Regions from separate parts of the Mus musculus genome. Here region 1 is linked to region 2. A link is a contact called in public HiChIP or PLAC-seq data. All regions are on one chromosome and are shown on one strand. Each heading gives the region's core, a stretch centred on a gene start, on an enhancer-like site or on the middle of the called end of the contact. The rest is flanking DNA. Distances are from core to core; before and after follow the strand shown.

What was found. HiChIP or PLAC-seq counts read pairs in DNA pulled down with a chosen protein or histone mark.
Region 1: an H3K27ac HiChIP or PLAC-seq map of embryonic stem cells shows a contact between it and region 2, with 8 read pairs. The contact joins the enhancer-like site here to the promoter of Igf2bp2 in region 2. A contact is called at or near these places in 1 of 39 promoter capture datasets (pre-B cells), 4 of 484 Hi-C or Micro-C datasets (embryonic stem cells, nephron progenitors and reprogramming fibroblasts), 4 of 115 datasets of contacts at active chromatin or transcription factors (embryonic stem cells, extraembryonic endoderm stem cells and pancreatic cancer cells) and 4 of 9 other capture datasets (adipose tissue, liver, macrophages and 1 more).

What each region holds. Positions count from the first base shown.
Region 1 is chr16:22,196,603-22,203,489 of GRCm38.p6, reverse strand. No RefSeq gene overlaps it. Among named protein-coding and RNA genes, the nearest start is that of Gm25810, 24 kb to the left of the region's middle. Within about 2 kb of position 2,844, at least 29 of the 459 cell types and tissues checked have an H3K27ac peak or open chromatin away from gene starts, as enhancers often do. A contact at or near this core is called in embryonic stem cells, where this site is marked.
Region 2 is chr16:22,160,223-22,167,087 of GRCm38.p6, reverse strand. Igf2bp2 (insulin-like growth factor 2 mRNA binding protein 2) reads left to right here and starts at 3,789. Exons shown (of 16, transcript NM_183029.2): 1 at 3,789-4,302; 2 at 5,782-5,842. The coding sequence starts at 4,125.

The DNA of each region.
Region 1 (6,887 bases), core at 1,595-4,094, 37 kb before region 2:
TTGCACCCGTAGACTCAGGGCTTTCATTTAGACTCAATGCTACAGGGATGGTGAGAGACCTTGCTCATGAGCTCATAATAGAGTCTTATGTGATTGCATTGGAACTGGCTCCTTGGTAATCTTTGGGGTCCCTACGACTTGGACATAACAGATCAAAACAATAGTTTTTAGCCAATCACAATAGGAACCATCTCTGTGGGGAGCAGTTTTCAGGCTCTGAATATGGAGGCAAGGAGCAAAAGCTGTGGTGGACACTTTCTGTACATACTGTTGACATTTTCACACATGGACTAGAGAAAGCCTTTGCCATTTTGATCTGAACTTCACCCTGGGGTGACGGGTCTAGGACTTTGGGGTCCTGACACATTCACTCGGGACTTCATTCACTCAGTGCTCCCTCTGCTCCTCATATCTCCCCTCTCTTATTTTGTGGACGCTCAGGATGAATCTTCACACTCAGTCTGGAAGTGGTTCCCTGCAGCGCTGGATACTAGGCCATAAAGAAGAAGGCCACAGCAGCCACTGTGCCCAACAGAAACCAAAGGTAAAGAGACGGCAGCCTGGGAGTCCATTAAAGATCCAGTGGTAGCAGTATCTTTCTTAGGATATGGGGACATAATTGGGCCACATTATTATTATGGGCACAAGCATCTGCAGGTAGGCCCCATTATTTCCCAGTTATCCCATCTAAATTGCATCACTGTAGCCCACCCCAAATAGTTGGATGGAGTTCACTGAGACTGCAGAAGATTACAGCAGTAACCCCCCACCCCCATATAGAATAACTCACTGATGTAAATAAGTAGGTAAGTGGCCAAGCCACTGTATGAAAACGCATTGGCCCAACCCCTCTACAGGTCTTACCTGCATGGATGGATGCAATTACTAGACACAAAGCATTTAAAGCTACCAAGACTAACCCGCCTTGGTTATGTGACTCCTCTGTCTATGTAAGCACGGCTCTGCAGCTTTTGCCTGTCTTCTCCATCCCAGGTGTGATGCAGTGACTGACTGTAGCGTTCCCCAGTGCAGACAAACCAGACCCCCATAGCCATGGTGGTGAGAAACAAACACTGCTGCACTTCCCTGGCTCCCAGGGTCCAGGATGAGGTCCACCTCACAGGCTGCATCATCTGTGCGCTGTGTGTGTGTGTGTGTGTGTGTGTGTGTGTGTGTGTGTGTGTGTACAAATGTAACATCAAAGAAACTAAAGCAAAAGCAAAAATGGGAACATGCTTGGGTCCTTCTGTTGTATATCCAGTCCCTCAAAGGCTTTTCTATTATTTATTTATTCTTCATGCAGCCAAATCTCCTGCCCTGTTGAGCCCCATTTTGGCCCTGGTTTGGGCCTTGAAGACAAACCCAAGCCTGGCTCGAGTTTTGAGACCTGTGTCAGTCACTTCCTTATCAGAGTGACTCAGCAAGACCTGTTTGTTTCTGCCTCTGCCCCACCGTTTTGCTGATATGGAGCTTTGCCATTGGCCCTGTCAGTCACTCCATACCCTCCATCACCCTTCCCCACCTCCTATGTTATCTTACCCCACCAAAAATCCCCGTCTCTATGTTCTGAACTTATATTTTTAAAAAGATTTTATCTATTATTATACATTAAATACACTGTAGCTGTCTTCAGACACACCTAAAGAGGGCATCAGGTCTCATTACGGGTGTTTGTGAGCCATTATGTGGTTGCTAGTATTTGAACTCAGGACCTTCAGAAGAGCAGTCAATGCTCTTAATAGCTGAGCCATCTCGCCAGCCCCATGTTCCAAACTTATATAAGTGAGAGGCTGATGCCATAGAGTTGAGTTCCTGTTTTGACAAGACTCCTGGCTCAGTGTCAGCCCTGGAGAGACCCTGATGGGATATCAGCCCTGGAAAAACCCTAGTGGGACTGGGACCTCTGTCCTCTCACCTGGACCTGCTGGCAAGGAGCTGGCACTGCCCCTTTCCCTGGGCATGCCTCCTAAACATTGCCAGGGACCAATAGAGCTGCAACACCTACATTGTAATTCTGAAGTTTACAAAATCCTCTCAATGTACTAATGTACAACTGCCTCTCTAGATTTTACTTCTTCCCAAAATCTTAACTCATAACTGTCCTTTTCTAGAGTTCAGCTGCCTCTCCCTGGAGTCTACTTGTTCAAATGTTTTTTAGCCTATGCTTAGAATTGCACCCCTTTATCTCTGTCTTTCTTCACGGTTTTATTTATTCCCTGCCTTACTTTTTCTTTTACCTGTATCAGGATGATTCTCTCGGGAGCATTCATTCCCTTGTCTGACATCTAAGATTCCTAGTATCGGGGTGGGTAAGATGACTCAGAGACTGAGTGCACTGTCTGCTATTCCAGAAGAACCAGGTCCCACATGACAGTTCACAATTGCCTGTAACTCCAATTACAGGGGATCTGACACCCTCACATAGACATGCATGCAGGGGAAACACCAATGCACATGAAATAAAAATAATAAATTATATATTTTATAAATAAACAATATACAATAATATATTAATATATAAATATAGTATCTATCTATCTATCTATCTATCTATCTATCTATCTATCTATCTATCTATCTATCTAGATTTCCAGTAGCCAGTGTCCACATTTTGGTGCCCAGTTGGCTTATTATTCAGGTATTACTTCTTGTTGTGTCCTTGCTTGGCTTCCCAGAGGAACTTGACCTGACTGAGGGCAGTGAGGGGATGAAGAGAAAGACATGCATAGAAGAGCTGGGGTGAAGTTGCCTCTCTGATGGAAAGACTGTAGTGTTGTGGATGAGCCTGGTGCTGTTGGTATTTTGATGCTAATTCTGCTCTCCTGGGATGGGTTGAGGACATGGAGTGAGTCACATGACTTACTGTGAACCAATGCCCTAATGAATAAAGGAGCCAATCACTGAGCAGGTAGGAGGGGCTTCTGGGTTGGATGGAGGAAGAGAGGAAGCAGGAGAGAGTTAGGTCTTTTTAGAGGGGGATAGCGTGAGAACAAGATGTAGCTATGAGTGCTTCCCTGTTTCAGTGGCAGATCCATCATGATTTGCTACGGGAAGGTTTAGATTTAATAAGGCTTACAAGTTAGGATTTTAGTTGCTGCGCCCAGCAATTGAGTTACCCTAGTTTCTGAACTAACATTGTATTGTGTTTTCCTTCATGCAGTGGCTTCTCTGGGTTCCAGAGAGAAAAATACTGTGGCAAAGCATGAGTTTCCCTGAGTTGCACCACAAAGGCCGTGGGAGATCTGAAGCATGGGACTGGTGTGGTAACGACCCATCAGTGGGAACTTAGCGAGCTGGGTGGAGACGTTTTTGGGAGTTCTGGGCCAGAGAGTCTCCATGAGATAAAAATAGGTAGGCCATTACCCACCAGTGCATGGCTAGCCAGGCTGCCAGAGCAGAGGCACAAGTGTAGAAACATGACTGTATTTTTTGTTTGTTTGTTTGTTTATTTGTTTGTTTTTTGTGACAGGGTTTCTCTGTATAGCCCTGGCTGTCCTGTAACTCACTTTGTAGACCAGGCTGGCCTCGAACTCAGAAATCCTCCTGTCTCTGCCTCCCGAGTGCTGGGATTAAAGGCGTGTGCCACCACGCCCAATGACTGTTTCTTTTGTTTGGTTTTTGTTGTTGTTGTTGTTGTTTTTTTTTTTTTTTTTTTTTTTTTTTGGTTTTTCGAGACAGGGTTTCTCTGTATAGTCCTGGCTGTCCTGGAACTCACTTTGTAGACCAGGCTGGCCTCGAACCCAGAAATCCGCCTGCCTCTGCCTCTGCCTCCTGAGTGCTGGGATTAAAGGCATGCGCCACCACACCCGGCGACTGTTATATTTTTTAAATATTATCCGTAACACTGTAGCCTCCAGGACTCACAGCATTTTTATTATATACATTTGGCAGATAAACAGGGAGGCAGAGTTTATGGTATATAGCTGAATCGACATAAATACCAGTGTGAGGTCTATGGTAGACATTTTATTTTCTTTTTTAAAAGGGAGTTGTAGAGAGAATATCTTATTTTGTTTTAGATTTACTTATTTGTTTGTTTGTTTCATGTATATGAGTATACTGTAGCTATACAGATGGTTGTGAGCCTTCATGCGGTTGTTGGGAATTGAATTTAGGACCTCTGCTTGCTCCAGTCAACTCCACTTACTCAATTCTAGCTCGCTCCAGCCCAAACTTTATTATTATTATATGTAACTATACACTGTAGCTGTCTTCAGAGTCACCAGAAGAAGGCATCGGATCTCATTATGGGTGGTTGTTGGAATTTGAACTCAGGACCTTGGGAAGAGCAGTCTCACCAGCCCCCTGTGGTAGACATTTTCGACTTTCATTATCAACATCCACATGTGGACCAGAGGAAGACTTTGCCATTTCCCTTTGAGCTTCATTCACCCTGGTGGTTGGGAGAGGAAAGCTTTCCTATTTTTCCACGAGTCTGAGGCTCTGGGGTCCTTGACATGGCCCTGTCCATGTCAACAACACACATTTACTCAAGGATATCACAGACTCAGAGCTTCCTCTGCTGTGTGTGTGTGTGTGTGTGTGTGTGTGTGTGTGTGTGTGTGTGTGTGTGTGTGTGTAGGCTAGAGGTCAATGTTGAGCATCTTTCCCGATTACTTTCCACTTTATTTTTTGAGTCTGCGTCTCTCCATGGCCCTGAAGCTGACTAATCTGCCAGCCCTGGGGATTCCAGTCTCTGCCTCCATGGTGCTTAGATTATAGGAACATTGCTGTAACCCACTTTTACTGCTACACAGTGAGACCCTGTCTCCAGAAAAAGAAGAAAAAAAAACCCTCCAAAATACAATTTATGTCCACCCTCCCTACAATTCTTGTCCAGAACACAGCCTTGCTATGTGTGGGTAGGGAGGGTAGGGGGCCCTGAGGCTGCACTCAGGTCAGAACTTCAGGGAGTCCCTTAGACTTGGAAAGACTGTGGACTGAGGACTGGGATTTCCACCCCCAGGACAGGCTTATTTTCTTTGGGAATTGAAACCATTCTACAGGAGCGCAAGTCACCTGTTGGCTATGCTGTGGTGCTAGGCACTCTGAGAGGCCATGTAAATCTTCCAGATGACATTCAGGACAAAGCATAGTGTTAATCTTCACTTTTATTTTTTTTATCACTTGCATATAACACCAGTTTTTCCTTCTGCTGGGCATTTGGCTTTTATTCACTCTGTCATAAAAACATTACAATGAACACCTCGTAGACCTTTGGCCACATTTCTGTTTGCAGTCCCATGTTACTTAGTGGTGGGGATCTAACAGGGACAAACCTGTTGTTAGGTAATCTATCACTGTTTTGACATATTACCAATGTTTCATAGGAAGTCTGCCATCATTCAGCATGACTGCGGTTCCAGTGGCGAGATTCCTAGGCACGTGATCATTTGGCCAAGGCGATGACCATTGTTCAGGCTCTTGATAGAGGATTGCCAAACAGCTTAACCAAAGGGTCGAGCTAATGTGTTCTCCCACTAGCACAGTCTTCAGATGGGCTTGTCATGGAAATGAACATTTGATGGTAATGTTATGAAAATTATTTTCTTTTCCTGGACATTTATATTTCATGATTATCATATTGCACCTAGTTTTATTTATTCGAGAATATACACATTTTTAGTTGTTTGAGAATTTTATCCATGCATATAATACAAACGTTTTGATAATGTCTACCCCCATGCTCTTTCTCTCTCCAGTTCTTCCCCCATTGCCTCACTTTTCCCTCTCAAATTCATGTGTTCTGTTTTTAAACACACTGAGTCCACTTATTGCTGCCAGTGCGTGCATGGATTGGACGCCCCTGCCCCCCATAGCCCCACATCTACACACAGTGAGGGGTTCTGCCAGTGCGTGCATGGATTAGATGCTGCTTCCAAACCCCCCATCTATACACAGTGAGAGGGTTATTTTGACAAGAATTGTGGAGGGAAGAAAAAAACTTTTCCTTTAAGATTTTTTTCCTTCTCCTTTTCTTTCTTTCTCCTTTGTTTCTTTCTTCTGAGGGCTGGCCTGGAACTCCCTCTGTAGACCAGGGTACTGGAACATCCATGAAGATGCACCCTTCCATTGTCAATAGTGCCTCACTAGGGGTTTGACTTCATGACCCCCTCCATCCATGCTAGAATTTTAGCTGGTTTATTCTTGTGTAGGCCTTGTGCATGTAGGCACAGCTGCTATGAGTTCAGGTCCAGAGGACACTTTCGCTGTAGGCACCCACTGCCTCTGGCTCTTATAATCTTTTCTTACTGCCTGCTCTTCCACAATGACAATGTGGTGGTGGTGGTGGTGGTAGTGGTGTGTGTGTTTGTGTATGTGTGTGTGTGTGATACACATGTCCCTTTTAGAGTTAAACACTACCATTTCTTGTTTTTTTTTTTCTCTTTTTTTTTAATTAGGTATTTTCCTCATTTACATTACCATTTCTTATTCTCTATATGCTGACCAGTTGTGGTCTCTGTAATCATCACCAGCTACTACAAGAAGAAGCATCTCTGGATAAGGTTCAGAGATACTCTTTGAGTATAGTATAAAGCTAAGTGCTTAGACGGCAGTTTATGTCCACTTAGCAGAACAATGCTAACAGACTTTCCCCTAGAGCCTAAGGCTTAGCCAGTCATAAGTTCTTGGCTCAGTTAAGTCCTGTCTTGTGGAGTGGACCTAAATCCAATCATAAAGTAATTGGTTACTTCCATAACATTGAAGCCATTATCGTAACAGCGGACTTATCTTGTCAGGCCAGTCGCTGTTGTAACTAAAGGCTTCGTGGCTGGTAAGACATGGGTCAGACAAGTGATTGCTCTTCTCTACCAAGAGTGTGCACAGCGCTTTGCAACACCATGAAAGTGAGTAGGGATGAAGGTTGGTACCGTCGTCCTCATTTC
Region 2 (6,865 bases), core at 2,540-5,039:
GACAGCGAGTTGAGCATCAGCCTTTATTCTTCTGCTTCCTGACTGTAGACCCAATGCAGGCAGCTTCTTCACACCCCAGCTCCATGCCTTCCCTACGAGGGTGGGTGGTATTCTCAAAACATGAGAAATGACTAGTATAGAAAACTGATACTCAGTAGTGGGGCCATGGGTGTGATAATCCTGCCTGTATGGTCTGCAAGAACTTGGAACTGGCTTATAGGAGGACTGTAAGTTTGGAACTTTGGGTTAGGAAAGTCCTAGAATGCTGTAGGCAGAATTTAATAGGCCAGGCTGGTGGGAATTTGGAAAACTAGAATGTCAAATGTGGGCAGTGGAAACCTAGCTCGTGAGGTTCTTGAGGAGAACAAGAACCCTATGGAGAACTGGGTCAGGGACCGTTTATGTTCTACTGTAAACACTGGGGCTGCCTCTTGACTGAGTCCTGAGATCCTGAATGAAGTTGAATTTAAAAGTAATGGGATGAATGTGCTTGGTAGAGGGAATTTTAAGACAGGCCAACACTCAAACTGTAGTACAGCTGCAGTCCATTGCTCAGTCAGGCCTACAGTTAGAGAAAGCAAAGAGAGGAAAGATAGAAGTTTGATAGACTTGAAAGCGGCTGTGGCTGTTAAGTACCATCAGGAAACTTGGGTCTCTGTGCTGGGCCTACAGGAGAGATGCTCTGAGGGGAAGATCCCATCTATTAAGATTTCCAAAATACAAATTTATCTGAAAGGAGCTAATGCTACTGAAGGGGTTCTTTACTCAACCTCCCCCCCCCCAAATAAAACAAACAACAAACAACAACTACTTAGGAAAAATGTGTTTCTCCAGGATCAGAACACCACAGCCAACAGAACCATGGTCCAAGAGGAAACTGTGGGGGCAGGCTCCATCTTGAGCTGGCAGCAGAACCTGGCATCAGCATCCACATGAGAGTAGTTGTAAGCACGACAGATAGATGGGGAAGGTGTCATAGAACAGAACATCATGGGCTGGAGAGATGGCTCAGTGGTTAAGAGCAGTGACTGCTCTTCCAGCAGTCCTGAGTTCAATCCCCTGCAATCACATGGTGGCTCACAACCATCTGTAATGGGATCTGATGCCTTCTTCTGGCATGTCTGAAGACAGCTACAATGTACTCATATAACTAATAAATAAAACTTAAAAAAAAATAAACAACAGAACATCATAGTTGCACGGAGTCACGGAGGCTAGACTATGTGTGGCAGGGTTGATGTCCTTGTGAAGAATCTCTGTGAGGCCATTTTGTGAGCTCTAACAAGATGAAGCCTGACCTGCAATGGAGACTCCATGTTGGAGATGATAAAAACAGGGGACTCCAGGAGGGAAAGCTGCATGTGTTAAGAGAAGCCAGCCCCAAACAGAGGCTATGCTTGCTGCAGGTCGGCAGAGCTGGTGGAGCAGGGCCACCCAAGCCCTCTGGAGCCCAGCGGGTTCCTCAGAAGCCCCAGATGGCGGAGCTGTAGGATCTTGTTTGCCCTGCTGCCCTTTGCTTCTGTTTTAGTCAGGATTTTTCCTCCCTCTGGAATGGGAGTCTTTATAATGGCATTGTTACCAGAAATGGGCAACTTGCTTATTAACATTATAGTGGTTCTCAATGAAGTGATAACCCTCAGTCTTTAGAGAGACTTGGGACTTTTCAAACAGTGTTAGGAATATTTAAGATTATAGGGGCTTTTAGAATTGGACTAAATGTATTTTTATTACGAGAAGAAAGCAAAACTTTAGGGAGCTGGGGTGGAATGTTATGATGCTTAATCTTGTCAATTCGATGAGATTTCGAATCACCACAGAGGACACAGGACTAGGTTTAGTGTGGAGGACCTATTATAGATAGAGGTGGCACAGGTTCTCGGGTAGGAGTTCTAGACTACATAAAAAGAAGAAAGGGACCTGAACACCAGCGCTGGGCTTTGCATCCTAGCTGTGAATGCCATGTGACCAAGAAAGACTCCTCAAACTGTGAGCCAAAGTAAACCCTTCTTTGCTCCAACTTCTTTTGGCCGATACTTTGTTGCAGTACCAAAAACAAAAACAAAAACAAGTCAGAAAAACCACAAGAGGTGTGGAGAAAAGTGTCCTTTGTGATCACTAAGGCCGTGCTATCTTCTTGAAATACCATTTACAATGTCAACAAGATAGAACACACTAAAGACAGCAAAAAGCAGCTACCTCCCAGAAAGATGTCTGCAAGTAATCTCAGAGGCAGTGTAAAAGAGGGCTCCCCTCACCCCCGGAAACCTATGCTAAGAAAGAATCGGTCTACTGCATGTGCTGCTCTTCAGGGTAGCCATGGTTTGGCCACAAACACTTGACATGTTTGAAAATGTAATGCAACAACCAAAAAGGCTCCCTAACCTTTCAGCCAGGGAGAACACCAACCCGTGGTAATTCCTTGTCTTCTGTAGCCTGTAACTATGACTTACTGTGAATGGGCAAACATAGCCTTACAAAGATGACGGCCTAATTAGCAGCCTCCGTGTAAATAATCTGAAGGCGGCTTCCAGTCTGCCGTGAGTTGTGCAGCACTCACAAGTTGTTTTCACTGGCGAGCTTCTTCCACATTTTACTCAGGAAGCATCTATCCCTGGTTTATCTGTCAGTCTGGGCAACACTATCAAAGCCCTATTCCCAGTTCTAGAAGCAGTAAAGTCCAGAGAGGAAAATGTGTGGATAGTTGATGAAAGCTAGAATTGAGATGTCAGTAAATATCTAGATGAGAAAGAATCATCCATCACTTCCTTATCAAGACAAGTAATTAAGGACCGCTCCCCCTGTCCTGTCCACCCAGCTTTTAAGTTTCCCTGGGTAAAGAAATGGAAGCAGAGTGCAGTGTGTCACACATTACTCAGCTAGCCTTTTATGTCACCCTCACAAGGGGTGGTTGTTTTATTTTCTCTAGGGATAAAAGTTAGGCTCAGGGATGTTGGCACACTTTGGGGCATACTGCTGGATCTGAGTATAGAGGAGACAGACCCTATGGCCCATGGTGACTTCTCCACCCAGACATACCTCCCAACACGTAAGCCTTCTAAAAAACCAAGGAACACTTCCCGGATCACACAGAAGTCCAAAGCCATCTCACCTCAAAATCCCTCCGTTCTTTTCTGGAGCCCTTTATTTCTACGATTCCCACGGAGCCATGTGACTTAGATTGCCGCTTGGCAATCTGTCTGGCTCCTTCCCGGGAGAGGGACTAGGACCCTGCCTCTTCCGTCCTCCGCGTGGAAGGACAACTTTCTTCTCCAGTTCCTTCCCTCTCCAGTTCCTTCCAGAGTTCAGGGAACGCCTACCAAGCCTGGGACTGAAACCCGCCCCTCAGCCTGTGCATCGTCACCTCGGCCATCACCTGGCCTCGGGTCTGGCTCTCCTTTCTTGGTTGGGGAAACCGAGGCTCGGCGCCACGGTAACTTTACTAGAATACACGGTCTGGGGGAGGGGACCCGTGTGTTCCTCCGTCCTTTGACCACATGCGCCCCCTTCTTCCAAGAGCTTGGCTCGCAGCGAGTCTCTAGATCGGTGCGTGGCTCGGGACGCGCGAGGAAAGTTGTCAGCCCTAGCGTGCAGAGCTCTCCTCAAGGTGCACCTCACTCTGGCCCCGCGCCCACGTCGCGTCCACCTTGCACACACCCCGCCCACGTCCGCGCCCCTCACCTCCCGCGCGCCGCCTGGCTCCGCCGCTCCCGGCCCCGTTGGGGCCGCCGCCGCTTCCGCCCGCCGGGCGCGCAGCCTGGGAGCGCCGAGCCCTCGGAGCGCGCGGCGCGGGACGGGCAGGGCGCGCACTCTCGGCGGTGCACACGCCGCTCCAACTCTCAGGCGCGCGGGGTGCGTCCGCCCGCCGCCGCCGCCCCGGCACCGGGAGGCAGAGCAAGCGCTTTGTCCGCACGCCCGCTCGGGACTCTGCCCGGAGGAGGCAGCCGCGCCGAGTCCCCGCCTCCGCCTCTGCCCCCGGGCGGGCCGGGCCGGCCGCGGTGGGGGGAGCCAGGCTGAGGGCGAGGGTGGGGGCGGGGGCGGGCGCAGGAGGAGAGAGGAGGGCAGCGGAGGCGGCGGGAGCGCCGGGTGCCGGGCCGGGGGAGCCGCGGGCTCTCGGGAAGACGCGGATGATGAACAAGCTGTACATTGGGAACCTGAGCCCCGCCGTCACCGCCGACGACCTCCGGCAGCTCTTCGGGGACAGGAAGCTGCCCCTGGCGGGACAGGTCCTACTCAAGTCCGGCTACGCCTTCGTGGACTACCCCGACCAGAACTGGGCCATCCGCGCCATCGAGACCCTCTCGGGTGAGCACTCGGCGCAGCCCACGCCGCGCCTCGCCGGCTCGGGACGGCGGCAGCGGGGAGGCCGAGCCCCATGGGCCGCGCCCGCCGCGACTCCCGAGCCCTCACGCTCACTTTCACGCACCAGCCCCGCGACTCTCGCGGCGGGCTGGCTCCGGGATGGCCGGCTGCCCTGCCCCCACCGCGGGGGCTAACACAGACCCTTGGGCCTCAGAGTCGAGGCGACCCTGTGCCCCTCCGAGGGTCCCCAGGCTCGCTGGCTCCCTAGGAGCGCCCCTGGAGTGCCCAGCTGCTCTCCAGAGCTTCCCCCGCCCCCACCTTTGCAGAGTCCCCCGTTTTTCTTTTTCTAGACCCTTCTAGTACCCCCTTTGCCAGGGACCCCCCCAAATCCAGCATCTCTCCTCCTAGCCAGACCTTCCTTCTTCCCATGCCTCGTGCCAAAGACCTCTCGCCCTCTGTCGTCTCCCAAGCCGCACTCTCCTTTTGAGACCCCCTCTTGTCTTCTGGCCCCCCACTTTCGGCATCTCCTCGACTTCACCTACTGAACCCTTCGAGGTCTTGGGGTTTTTCCCCACCTGGCCCTTGTCGGACCGCACATCTCCCTCGGTCCTTTCCCGAAGCTCAGTTCCCTCTCTCTGGTCTCGGAAGCGCTCCTATTTTTCCCTGAATTTTTTGTCCGATTTTATTGAGAAGAACTCGGGGCTGGGGGCTTTCCGCCTCCCGTCTCCCCGCCTCCTGCTCGGCCAGGAGCACCTTTTTACGAGGTACCCTGTCTCAACTCGGTGGGGGCCCGGGCTGAGAACCGGGAAAGAGGCGACCGGGGGGCCCGCGAGCGCGCTGGAGCCCGGACGGGAGTCGGAGCGCGACACTCGCCCGCGCGCGCGCTCCCAGCTCGCATCCCGCACACGCACGCGGCGGGCCACGCTCCCGGGGGCCTGGGACCCCCGGCCCCGCAAGGGAACCCCCTTCTTTGGGAAACCTGTGCGGCGGGGCAAGCTGGCGAGACCTTTGGGTCACCCCAAAGCAGGCGTCCGCAGAGCCAGGGACTCCTGTGCGTGTCCCCGGGACCGCTGTCAGGGAGGGCAGGGGGCGAGCGCCTGGGAGCCTCCGGGTCCCGGGATGGCGGGATGGGGTGCTGGGGGCCGGAGAGACCGAGGCGCGCCAGCCTTGCAGCTTGAGTTTCAAATGAGCTCATCTTTTCAAATTGGCGCCGCTCTTTATTAAATGTGTTTTTCCGGTAATGCCACCCACAGCTATACCTGGGGTCGGAACCGGGCTTGCGCCCGTCCCTCCTCGCTCGTTACCCGGGGCGTCCACTTTTCATCACAGTTGGCGCTAAGTTCGCCCAGCTGCGGCCGGGTGGAGACCCCTTGAAGGCTCCAGAAGGAGGAGCCCGAGCGCGGAGTAGTGTGCGAGCCCCTCCTTGACCCCCGCGGGTTTGACTCTGGGAGGTTCTGAGTGCTTTAAATTTCTGTTTTAAAGGTAAAGTGGAATTGCATGGGAAAATCATGGAAGTTGACTACTCAGTCTCTAAAAAGCTAAGGTAAATATATTTTGCCTAGTTCTTTTTTTCTTTACCCCTTCTGTGGTTGGGCTTCCATACGCATAACTAAAGAAATACGCTCAGCTTAAAAAAAAGTGCCTATATCGTTTTTAAAGGGGTTTTTGTTGGTTTTGTTATTGGACATTCATAGCTTTAAAAGTTATTATTGTTATTATTATTTACTTTTGTTCTATAAGGTGTTTTCTGTGCTTGCAAACTGGTGCCTAATTAGGGGTCGAGATGGAGAACACTAGGTGGATTCAGTTGGCTGTGACCGATTAAGTTTATCATAAATTGCCTTTCACTCCCCACGGCCATCTCTAACCCCAACACAATAGCAAACTTCCTGTGAGATGTTAAGAGTAAATATTTACTGTTGTCAGCTGAATTGCTTAACTAAACCATGCGATTAATTTTTTTTGCATAGTTTAGTGATGAATTATAAAATAATTCAGTAAATACGGAGGGTTTTTTGGACAGTATTAGAAGTAGCATGTTTGTATTGGATTGAGGGAGAAGCCAGACTTTAGTAACTGAAGCGCTGGGCTTGGATCCTGAGCACTTTGTTGTCACTGTTGCTTTAGAGAAACGTTGGGGGATAAACAATGTCTCGGGGAAGTCGATAGTTAGCTATTGTTAATGAAGGAGTAACGCGCTCTGTGGGGGTTGGGTTTCCCCAGTGATTCTCTACGGAAGAATGAAGGAGAACATCTTTGTCTAAAGCTCCTTGTGTACTTTAAATTGGGAGTCTTTCTTCTTTCTATCCCCACCCACCACGTGTCCTAACTTAGTTTTCTATCCCATTAACCAACGTTTCTTTGCCGTTCTTCATTAAGCATCTGAATTGGGGAGGCAAAGTCTGATTTTTTTTCCACCTCCTTAGTCTGAAGTAGATGCTCAAGTTCTATCAGGATTAAGAACATTTTAAAACAAATTAATTTTATAAATACTTGGATGTGTTGGAGGGTCTTAAAAAACATTGTGTGCCCAGTTCTACGCACATCATAATGTAACAGAATCTGT